Regions from separate parts of the Sus scrofa genome. Here region 2 is linked to region 1. Evidence: chromatin contacts called from public HiChIP or PLAC-seq data. All regions are on one chromosome and are shown on one strand. The core of a region is the stretch at or near the end of the contact, and the rest is flanking DNA. Distances in the headings are between cores, read along the strand shown.

What was found. HiChIP or PLAC-seq counts read pairs in DNA pulled down with a chosen protein or histone mark.
Region 2: an H3K27ac HiChIP or PLAC-seq map of alveolar macrophages shows a contact between it and region 1. The contact joins two enhancer-like sites. A contact is called at or near these places in 1 of 47 Hi-C or Micro-C datasets (embryonic fibroblasts) and 1 of 2 datasets of contacts at active chromatin or transcription factors (alveolar macrophages).

What each region holds. Positions count from the first base shown.
Region 1 is chr11:18,584,220-18,589,320 of Sscrofa11.1, reverse strand. It overlaps FNDC3A (fibronectin type-III domain-containing protein 3A), which reads left to right. Exons shown (of 26, transcript XM_021065328.1): 15 at 4,370-4,508; 16 at 5,043-5,101. Among named protein-coding and RNA genes, the nearest start is that of MLNR, 43 kb to the right of the region's middle. Within about 2 kb of position 3,105, at least 2 of the 83 cell types and tissues checked have an H3K27ac peak or open chromatin away from gene starts, as enhancers often do. A contact at or near this core is called in alveolar macrophages, where this site is marked.
Region 2 is chr11:18,953,855-18,959,546 of Sscrofa11.1, reverse strand. No RefSeq gene overlaps it. Among named protein-coding and RNA genes, the nearest start is that of CYSLTR2, 54 kb to the left of the region's middle. Within about 2 kb of position 3,141, at least 25 of the 83 cell types and tissues checked have an H3K27ac peak or open chromatin away from gene starts, as enhancers often do. A contact at or near this core is called in alveolar macrophages, where this site is marked.

The sequences.
Region 1 (5,101 bases), core at 1,856-4,355:
TATATATTAGCTTCGTTTTTTTAAAAACTTCTGATAACACTGGGTCATTTTAATTTCCTTTTTATTTTTCTGGCCACACCCATGGCATATGGAAGTTCCCCCGAAGGAGTCAAATTGGAGCTGCAGCTGCCAGCCTACACCATAGCCACAGACATAGCAACACCAGATCCAAGTAGCATCTGCAACATATGCTGCAGCTTGTGGCAATGCCAGATCTTACACACATCCTCAGGGACACTGTGTCTGGTTCTTAACCTGGTGAACCACAACAGGGACTCCCATTGTAATTGTAAAATACAGTTTTTATGTTGCGGGATTTTTTAAATACCTTAAGAATTGTGTACATTTATTCCAGTTTTCCTTTTATGTTATTGGATTGCCTTTTTTTTTTTTTTTTTTTTTTTTTGCTTTTTTTAGAGCTGAACCAGCAACATAGGGAGGTTCTCAGGCTAGGGGTTGTATCGAAGCTACAGCTGCTGGCCTATGTCACAGCCACAGCAATGTAGGATCTCAGCCACATCTGTGACCTACACCACAGCTCATAGCAACATCAGATCCTTGATCACTGAGCAAGGCCAGGAATCAAACCCACATCCTCATGGATACTAGTCAGATTTGTTTCCACTGAGCCACAATGGGAACTCCCTGGCTAAGGATCCAGTGTTGTCACTGCAGCAGCTTGGGTCACTGCTGTGGCTTGGGTTTGATCCCTGGCCTGGGAACTTCCACAGGCATGGCCAAAAATAATAATAATAGCTTCGTCTAGGGGAGAGGGAAGGGGGCAGGGGCAATATAGGAGACTAACAGGTACAAGCTAATAGGTATAAAATAAGCTACAGATATATATTGTATAATATGGGGAATATAGCAAATACTTTGTCATAACTATAAATGGAGTAGAACCTTTAAAAATTGTGACTCAGGAGTTCCTATTGTGACTAAGTGGCTCCATGAGGATACAGGTTCAATCCCTGGCCTCACTCAGTGGGTTAAAGATCCGGCATTGCTGTGAGCTGTGGTGTAGGTCGCAGATGTGGCTCCGATCTGGCTTGGCTGTTGCTTTGGTGTACACTGGCAGCTGCAGCTCTGATTCAGCCCCTAGCCAGGGAACTTCCTATGCCGTGGATGTGGCCCTATAAAGAAAAAAAAGAAAACTGTGAACCATTATATTGTATACCTGTAACTTAGATATCAACAATACCGCAGTTTTTTAAAAAAGTTCCTCTAGTTATAAGGTTTAAGTAAACACTGTGCACCATGTCGAGAAGTGTTTTGATCCCCTTTGTAGTCTAATTTATAAAGCAGCAGAGTGAGAAAGCTTGAAAATCTGAATATATGGGAGGACTGACGTAGCCTGAGCAAAATTCAACAATTGGACTAAATTTTACTTAGTTCTCATGGATTGCATGACCTATTTGGGGTAATAGATTTATTTAGATCCTCATCTATAGTGTCATAGTGGTCCCCATCTATGGCTCCTTCATTCAACCAATTATTGAATACCTATTCTATGATAAGCATTGTTCTAAACAATAAGGATTCAGTATGATCAGAACAGCTATTCTAGTGGAAGGAATAGACAATAAACAAGCAAATACTATAAAGTGGTAAGTGTTATGCAAGTTAACTAAAATAGAATGAGTTGACAGAATGGGTATTCAAGGAAGTCTTCTTGGAAAAGACATCTAAACAGATCTGAGTATCAGCAAGGAGGTATGTCAAGATCAAAAAGGGCGTTCCTGTCATGGCGCAGCGGAAACAAATCCGACTAGGAACCATGAGGTTGCGGGTTCAATCCCTGGCCTCGTTCAGTGGGTTAAGGATCTGGCATTGCTGTGAGCTGTGGTGTAGGTCACAGACACGGCTCAGATCGGGCATGCCTGTGGGTGTGGTGTAGACCGGCGGCTACAGCTCTGATTAGACCCCTAGCCTAGGAACCTCCATATGTCTCGGCTGTGGCCCTAAAAAAAAAAAGAAGAAGAAGAAGACGGGAGTTCCTGTTACGGCTCAGTGATTAACGAATCCAACTAGGGACAATGAGGTTTCGGGTTCGATATCTGGTCTCACTCAGTGGGTTAAGGATCTGGCATTGCCGTGAGCTATGGTGTGGTCGCAAACTCGGCTCTGATCTGGCGTTGCTGTGGCTGTGGCGTAGGCCGGCAGCTATAGCTCCGATCAGACCCCTAGCCTGGGAACCTCTATATGCCTCGGGTGCAGCCCTAGAAAAGACCAAAAAAAATCAAGAAGAACATTCCAGGCAGGGGAGCTACCTGGTAAGAGAAAAGGCCTAAACCTTTCAACTGGAGGTAGTTACAGGTAGAATCCATAGGGCTTTAGAGGCCATGATAAGAATTTAGGTTTTATTCTGGGTAAGATGAGAAGCCATTGGAGGTTCTAAGCTGAGAAGTGATAAGTCTCTCTGGCTGCCATGTAGAGAATAGATCGGGTTGAAAGGAATGGCATCTGGGAAACTGATTAGTAGTATGTTATAGTCATTTTCAGCAAATATAGGATAAAGGAAGCTTTGACTAAGGTGGTGGTGGTAGAAAACAGAGACATAGAGGTAGAGTTGCTAGGATTTACTAATAGATTTGATATATAGGTTTAGAGAAAGGACCAAAGATCTTCCTACTGTTTTGATTTTAGTAACTGGGTGGATGGTAGTGGTACTTTTTACTGATGGGGAAGAACAGAGATGAAACAAGTTTGGAGAAGAGAAAATCATATCACCTATGATACTGGATTTGAGGACCTTTGAGTTCAGTAGAAGAGATAGGTTAAAATATAAATATAATTAAACTTCTAAAGTCAGATATAATACCTAGATGTGAATTATATTAATCTATTGCTGTACAACTTAGTAGCTTTAAAAAAATGAACATTATCTCACATTTTCTGTGGGTCAGGAATTCAGGACCAGCTTGGGTGGATGGTTCTGATAGGGTTTCTAGGAAGTTGTAATCAAGATGTCAGCTGGGACCACAATCGTCCGAAGGTGGTGGCTAGAGGATGTGCTTCCAAGTTCATTCAAGTGGTTATTGCCAGGAGCCCTCAGTTCCTTGCTGTCTCTTGGTGAGAGGTTTCAGTTCCTCATTACATGGGCTTCTCCATACAGAAGCTACACACACCATCACTTTTGTTACATTCTGTTTGTTAGAAGCAAGTCATTAAGTACATTCAAAAGGAAGAAGAACTGGAGTTCCCTGGTGGCCTAGCAGTTAAGAACTCAACACTGTCACTGCTGTGGCTCGGGTTGTGGCTCCTGTGCTGCCCCAGGAACTTCTGTACGCTATAGGAGCAGTCCAAAAAAAAAGAAAAGGAATTAACCTTTGGCACCACCCATGGTATGCAGAAGTTTCTGGGCCAGGGATCAACTTCATGCCACAGCAGTGACACCAGATCCTTAACCCACTAAGCCACCAGGGAACTCTTCCTAACCTTTATCTTTTGAAGAGAGGAAATTCGGAGATCTTTTGGACATTTTTTTAAACCAGTGAAGAATATTAAAAGAACAAGTTAAAGCAAGCCTAAGAGCCTATCAGATATCACCAAATTATAGCTTGTTCTGTGATGACTCTTTTTTTTTTTTTTTTTTTTCTGTCTTTGTTGTTGTTGTTGTTGCTATTTCTTGGGCCGCTCCCGCGGCATATGGAGGTTCCCAGGCTAGGGGTTGAATCGGAGCTGTAGCCACCGGCCTATGCCAGAGCCACAGCAACGCAGGATCCAAGCCGCGTCTGCAACCTACACCACAGCTCACAGCAACGCTGGATCATCAACCCACTGAGCAAGGGCAGGGACCGAACCCGCAACCTCATGGTTCCTAGTCGGATTCGTTACCACTGCGCCACGACGGGAACTCCTGTGATGACTCTTATTTAGTATCAGAATGTTAGACTTACACTTGTATTCCTAAGATTGACTATATAAAGAAGATTATACCTGAATTTTGTTGATATATGTCAGGTCCCTTTTTTATATTTATTTATTTGTTTGTTTGTCTTTTTAGGGCCACACCTGAGGCATATGGAAGTTCCCAGGCTAGGGGTCATATTGGAGCTGCAGCTGCCTACCTACACCCCAGCCACAGCAATGTGGGATCTGAGCCACATCTGCAACCTATACCACAGCTCACAACAGCACCATATCTTTAACCCACAGATCGAGGCCAGAGATCAAACTTGCATCCTCATGGATTCTAGTCAGGTTCATTACTGCTGAGCCACGACGGGAACTCCCCCGCCTTTTTTTTATGCTGAGTCTCTTCTGAAGACAATTCTCACATGAATCATTTAACTGAGTTTGTTCATTAAGCCAGTATCATTACGTACCAAATGTTAATTATTTTTATGTCTTTATGTTCTCACCATAGGTTATTGCTTACAACTCAGAAGGTAAAAGTAATCCAAGTGAAGTAGTAGAATTTACTACATGCCCTGATAAGCCAGGAGTACCTGTTAAGCCCTCGGTTAAAGGAAAAATACATTCACATAGTTTTAAAATAACTTGGGGTAAGATGATATACATATTTGTAATCATTACTTTTATATTTCATTAAAGTGATTTGAATATTTAGATAATTTTTTAAGATACTTGAAGTTTGTTAACTTTAAGTTCAATAAGAAATGTGAGACTCATTCATTGTTTAAGAGGGTTTTTTGGTAGAAAGCTTTGTACTCACACACAAGTTCAGATTTGATGCAGGAAGAACTGGGATCCACCATAGACCTTTGAGCAGAGGCAGCACTGTGTAAAATGAAAGGTTATTGAACTTATAGCTCAAGTCTTCCAGTTCATCCTAGCTTTCAAGAGAAATTAAAATCACTTGTTCATTTAAAACATATGTTGAGCATCTGCTTATATACTACCTTAAGCAAAACCAAAAGACTAAATGAGATGCTGAAATTAATTTTTAAAAAGCCATTGTAGGTAATTCTTTTTTCTTTTAAAGCAAGCCTGGGTTTGGTATTCTTTTTATTTACGAGTTCACATCGTTTTTTAATTGTATATACTCTGCCTAATAGCACTTTTGCTTCTTTGGATAGACCCACCAAAAGACAATGGAGGGGCAGCCATCACTAAATATGTGGTAGAGATGGCAGAA
Region 2 (5,692 bases), core at 1,892-4,391, 370 kb before region 1:
TACCAAAAACACTGAGGTAGACATCTACCCAAACTCAACACAGAAACCCGCAAATGAAAGGACCAGACTCCAAGACCAAAAGAGCATCCAATAGCACACAATCGAATATTGGTCTCTATTAGCATGTCACAAATTTTAATAGAAAGCTATCTAATATAAATTAGCCACACCTACTACTCCACATTACTTGAGGGGGTTTGGAACCAATAATGGAAGAGGAAGTGGGCACAGTGAGTAGAAGAGTCCACATCTGGGCATTGGGAAGGAGGCCCTTGAAAGAGCTAGAATGCGGTTTTGTGGGATAGGAGGTGTGAGCTAGAAGCAGGTGTGAGCAGGGTCTTTCCCACTGTCATACGGGCTTTCTTGGGATGGAGGGAGTCACTGTGAAGGAATGCCACTCCTGAATGGACATTGTGAACCCCTTGGCTACTTGTTTCTATAGGCGAATGTTGTCCAAATAAGACATGGGGCGGGGAAGTTCCCCTCGTGGCTCAGTGGAAACGAATCTGACTAGTATCCATGAGAACACAGGTTCAAGCCCTCGCCTGGCTCAGTGGCTTAAGGATCCGGTGTTGCCATGAGCTGTGGTGTAGGTTGAAGACGTGGCTCGGATCTGGCGTGGCTGTGGCTGTGGTGTAGGCTGGCAGCTGCGGCTCTGATTGGACCCCTAGTCTGGGAACTTCCATATGCTGCGAGTACGGCCCTAAAAAGACAAAAAAAAAAAAAAAAAAAAAAAAAAAGACATGGGGAGGATTAAATGATGATTTGATCAGGGCTGGAGGGACCACAGGAAGTAGTCAGAAGAGGGTGCAGCAGCCAATCAGAAGGCAGCAAAGGCTCAATAGTGCTTACTCTGGGCCAGGCACAGAAAACATTCAGTGCTGTGCACTTATGGTTTGTCTGTCCTCAGGACAAACCCAGGAACTAAGTGCTTTTATGATGCCAGTTTGGAGATGAAGAAAGTAAGACACCAAGAGGTTAGTTGTCCAAAATTATTCAAGAGGCAGAACGTAAGTCAATGTTCTTAACCACCACACTATGAAGGTGGTTTAACAGGAAGTTAAATATGAGTCAGAAACAGAAAAACTAGGGCCTAATCCTCCTTATTCCATAGCAACGTGTTATAGCAAGTTCCCCTGTTTTGGACTTACAATATGACCCTGTCACTGCCATTAATACTGGAAGATTCCCTTTGCTGCTACAAAGACTTAAATAAAGGAATGCAGTCACAGAAGGGGGAAATTCTCCATGACAAGAGAAAGGGCCTGGATGGGGAGATCTGGTTAAGAGACATGAAAAATGGAGAAGAAAATGGGGCTGGGATTCAGCAGGCTATAGAACAATTATTTCAACCTGAATTAAGGGTTCAGTCTGGAAAGTCTAACAAGAAGATCCAAAGTGTCACCAAAGTTCAGGTGAAGTGACCCTGGCAACAGCCCAATCACTGCATGAAGCCAAATCTGGTTGACTACACATGTTGTGTACCTGTAAACTACCTTCTTCATGGTTTACCCATAATTCGGTCAAGTGGCTTTGCCCAAAAAGCAGCCGACTAACAGAGTTGTGCTGAAGACCCCTGGGCGGGGGGAGTACCAGGGAGAAATGGCAGCAAAGGTGCCTTCCCATGGTCTTACCCTTCAGAGAAGAGCCTGTGGTTCCTCCTCACCACCCATGGAAGGTACTAGAAGCACACGACCACGAGCACTCTCTTCTTCCATTCTATCCCAGTGGTTTCCTTCTCTGTAGTTATGTTTAATAGGAAAACAAGATTCATCCTCCCTATCTTCGGCTTTGAGATTGCACCAGGGTGTAACGTGGGGCGCTGTGCTGTCTTGACCACACAGCGTGGGCCTGTCCACCAGCTCCGCTGTGGCTGAACCTGGACCTTTCTAACAGCATCCTTATCAGGCTTCTCAGAGCTTCTGGTGAGGCCCAGGACAGCAGTCACACATCCACTTCAGGCCACAAGGGGGAAGAAAAGACTTTCCTCTTACCTCTCTCTCAGAGCTTTTCCTTTGCAAAGCAGTGTTCTTTCCAGAATGAGGTTGCCAGCATCCTGCCAAACACAGAAGACAAAAGTTAGCACCCCAATGAGCCAACTCCTTGGTTCCTCACTGAAACTCTCCAATTATGTGAGTGTTTTCCTAGCAGGCACCTGAGATCTCTAGTCATTTGTATTTGCTACTTATTCTGCCTGAAATATCCTTCTCTAATTCTCTCCTTCCTTGGGCCTGCCTAATTCCCATTCCTCCAAAAGGAATTACCCTGGTCACCTCCTCCAGGAAGTCTATCCTGACTGCCCCCATGCTACACCAAAAACTACTCATATACATGGCCCCCCCCAGCACCCTGTGCACACCTCACTATAGCATTTATCAAGCTATATTGCATTTTCTTTTTTTTTTTTCCTCCCATCAGACTATAAGCTCCACAAGGGAAGGGTCCATGTCTGGATCATAGCTGACAACGAGTGTTCAGGAAAGTACACATTTTGGGCCTTGATAAATATTTGCAGGATAAGCTGATGCTGGTGGCCAGCAGGTGCAGAGATGTGAAGGCAGCATTCAGATCAAGAACAAGGTCAAGAATGGTCAAGAACACAGCTATTGTGTCAGACAGGCCTGGGTTAGAATCCCAGTCCTGCCACTTACTAAGTGGAATTAGACCTCCCTCAACCTTAATTCTCTCCTTTAGAAAATAACAACCACAACAATGACACTAAATAATGGGTTTTAGCTTCATTTTTATGACTCTGTCTGCCTCAGGATTGAATAAGGATTAAGTGAGATGTTCTTAGCGCTCACAGTGGAACTCTGCACATTCTAAAGGCTGGATAAACATCAGCAAGACACCCTTCCCTCCCCGAATGCCAGCCTAGTCCTTCCTCTGCTAGGGCGGGTTTCAAAGAGAAAAATCATATTTGAAAGAAAACAAAATCCTGAAATTCATAATTGAAGAAAACAAAATTGGATTGCTTTTCAAAGACAGCCTCCAATCGGCCAGAAGCCGATTAGTCATCTTTTACCAAGATGAGTAAATATCTCTTGCGCTGTCATCCGGAATGACTCACAGCAGCAGCGGGTCTCATTTCCAAGGGTGCGTGTACAGTGCTTCTCAAAAGCATTTTTTTTTTTTTTTTAAACTCACAAAACTCACCATTAGGTGGCAGCCTAGCCAGAGACCCTCAGAGAGAAGAGTGGCCTCACCCTTAGGGAGTCTGCAGAGGCCGCAGTGCTTGAAGTAAATCTCTGACTCATCCAGGGAGTGTTAGCCCAGAAAATGACAAGGGTTTATTTCAACAGGGTGTAAAATATAACGTCTCTGGGCCCCAAACTGGTACAGTAGACATGGGAAGCCTGAGTATGATCTCCCCGGAAATAAAAAATTCAGGCAGTTGACAAAAGAAGACACAAGAGCTTATAAACTATTTTAGACACATGCTATAAATTCGATCCCAAGATAATGGAGTGATACTGCAAGCAGCCTCATCTAGTTGTGTGTCTCCTGGGCTTAAAAGCCTACAGTGACCTCATCAGGGTTTCTCAACCAGTGGTGGGGTGGAGGCAGGCATCAGGATCTCCAGGGGAGAATTCCTGGTTTGAGAAAGAATATCCAATATGTCTACTCTTTTCATAATACAAACGCAGGAAACAGAGCTCGATGGGATCTATTTAGTGGCTATAAGCAGAAGAAAGAGTGAATAAGCATTGAAAGGACACGGAATTTTTAAAGAGATATCAGAAACATGGACACATATTAACTATAATGATAATGAAATGTATTAAGTATTTAATATGCACAGTGCTATCTGCCTTACATGCTTTCTTTTGTTTAGTCCTTACAACCACCCCAATTATTATTATTATTTTTTGTCTTTTTAGGGCAACACCCGTGGCACATGGAGTTCCCAGGCTAGGGGTTGAATTGGAGCTGCAGCTGCTGGCCTAGGCTACAGCCACAGCAACGTGGGATCCGAGCCGCATCTGTGGCCTACACCACAGCTCAAGGCAATGCGGGATCTTTAGTCCACTGAGTGAGGCCAGGGATGAACCTGCATCTTCATGGATACTAGTCAGGTTCCTTACTGCTGAGCCATGATGGGAATGCCACAACCACCCAATTCTTAGTATTCCCACTTGACAAACAAGAGAATGAAAGCTCAGAGAGGTTACATCATTTGCCTCCAGGCACACAGCTAGAATCCTGCTTGTGTGTTGTGGAGTCAGACTGTGACGATTTGAATGCTCTGGATTCTAGCTGGGTGCCTGGAGACAAATTATGTAAGCTGACTCCACGGCACACAAGCAGTCTGAAGTGGCTGGCAGGACTTTTGAATGTTCTGGAAGGTCTTTCCAGTCTCCACTCCTCCCAGGTACACCCAGAATTCTTGGTGAGCAAACTGCCTTGCCGGACATTCCAGGAGCTGAGGTGTCCCCTGAGGTTACAAAGAAGGGGGAGAGGCTAAAGGACAAACAGTTCCATCAGACAGGTACTGGCTGCTGGGCATCGCAGCTGGGTACAAACCGAGGCATTCACTGTTCCAAGATGGAAGCCTCCACCTTGAGAAATCTCCAGCCCAAACAGGCTTCAGCTCGTGGTTGTTAAAATGCAGTACTGCTTGCCTTGAAGGCTTTGGGAATCCCTCTTGTCACCCTTCTCATTCCAAGGGCGGGCTGCAGCTCACCATGTTCTTCCTCACACCCAGGCTTTGCATCCACCCTCCTGGCCACTTATCTTCAGCTCAGATGTTGCTTTGTCTACAGAAGCCCCAAGGCCACCATCAGTGTTCCATGTGCTCTCTTCTCTGCTCCCAGGGGATGTGTCACAGCTGGCACTGGAACCTGTACTGCGTTTTGCCATGTCCGCCTCCCACACTGGACGATGTGGTCCCATAGGGACCAACCAGCTCTTGTTCATCCCTGGCTGCTCAGTCCAGCCTGGTATCTGGCACAAAAGAGACACTCACTTTTCTAAATGTTTACCAAATGAATGCCATTTTAAATATCCTGTTTGTTCTCAGGATGAAGAGTGGACCGCCTTAAGCCATATAACTGGTCCATATTTAAAAGCAGAAGTGGGCTCTGTGCAATCCAGTTTTTGGCTCCCAGTCTCAGCTATGTTTCAAGACAGGACACAGCCCTGGGACGCACTGCGGTTGGCTGAGGCTGTTAAAAGGACTCTGGAACATTCCCCCACAGGGCTTCTTCAGTGCCTGTGGGTGCCTGACTGGAGATCCCGTTTGTAGCAAGGAGTCGGGGGCACCCCCTCTGACCCCATCTTGATGCTCCTTCTGGTTCTCAGTGAGAGCTGGGGAGTCTTCCTGGTAGAAACCCAGCTGTCAGCAGGTTTGTTTTGTTTGCAATTAACTTCAGACTGTTTGTCGTCCTTTAGCTGTGTGTGCTACAGGGCTGTAGCTTGCACCATTGTCCTAAATCCCTTGCAGATATAGATATGCATTTTTTTTAAACTATAGAGATGCAGCGTCAATGCAGTGCTCCCAGTGTCAATTTAGTCTATGGGCACAAAAGCACCACAGTGAGCTTGCTGTCTTGCAAGAAACACCTTCTGAAACCAGTCTCTTCTGAGAGCTCCGTCTCCAGAGTTTAGCGCAAGTTTCCAGCATGCCTCCTATAAAGGCAGAATAAAATGCGTATTTCCCAATCCTGTCCTGCCAAAGATCTCAAAAATACAC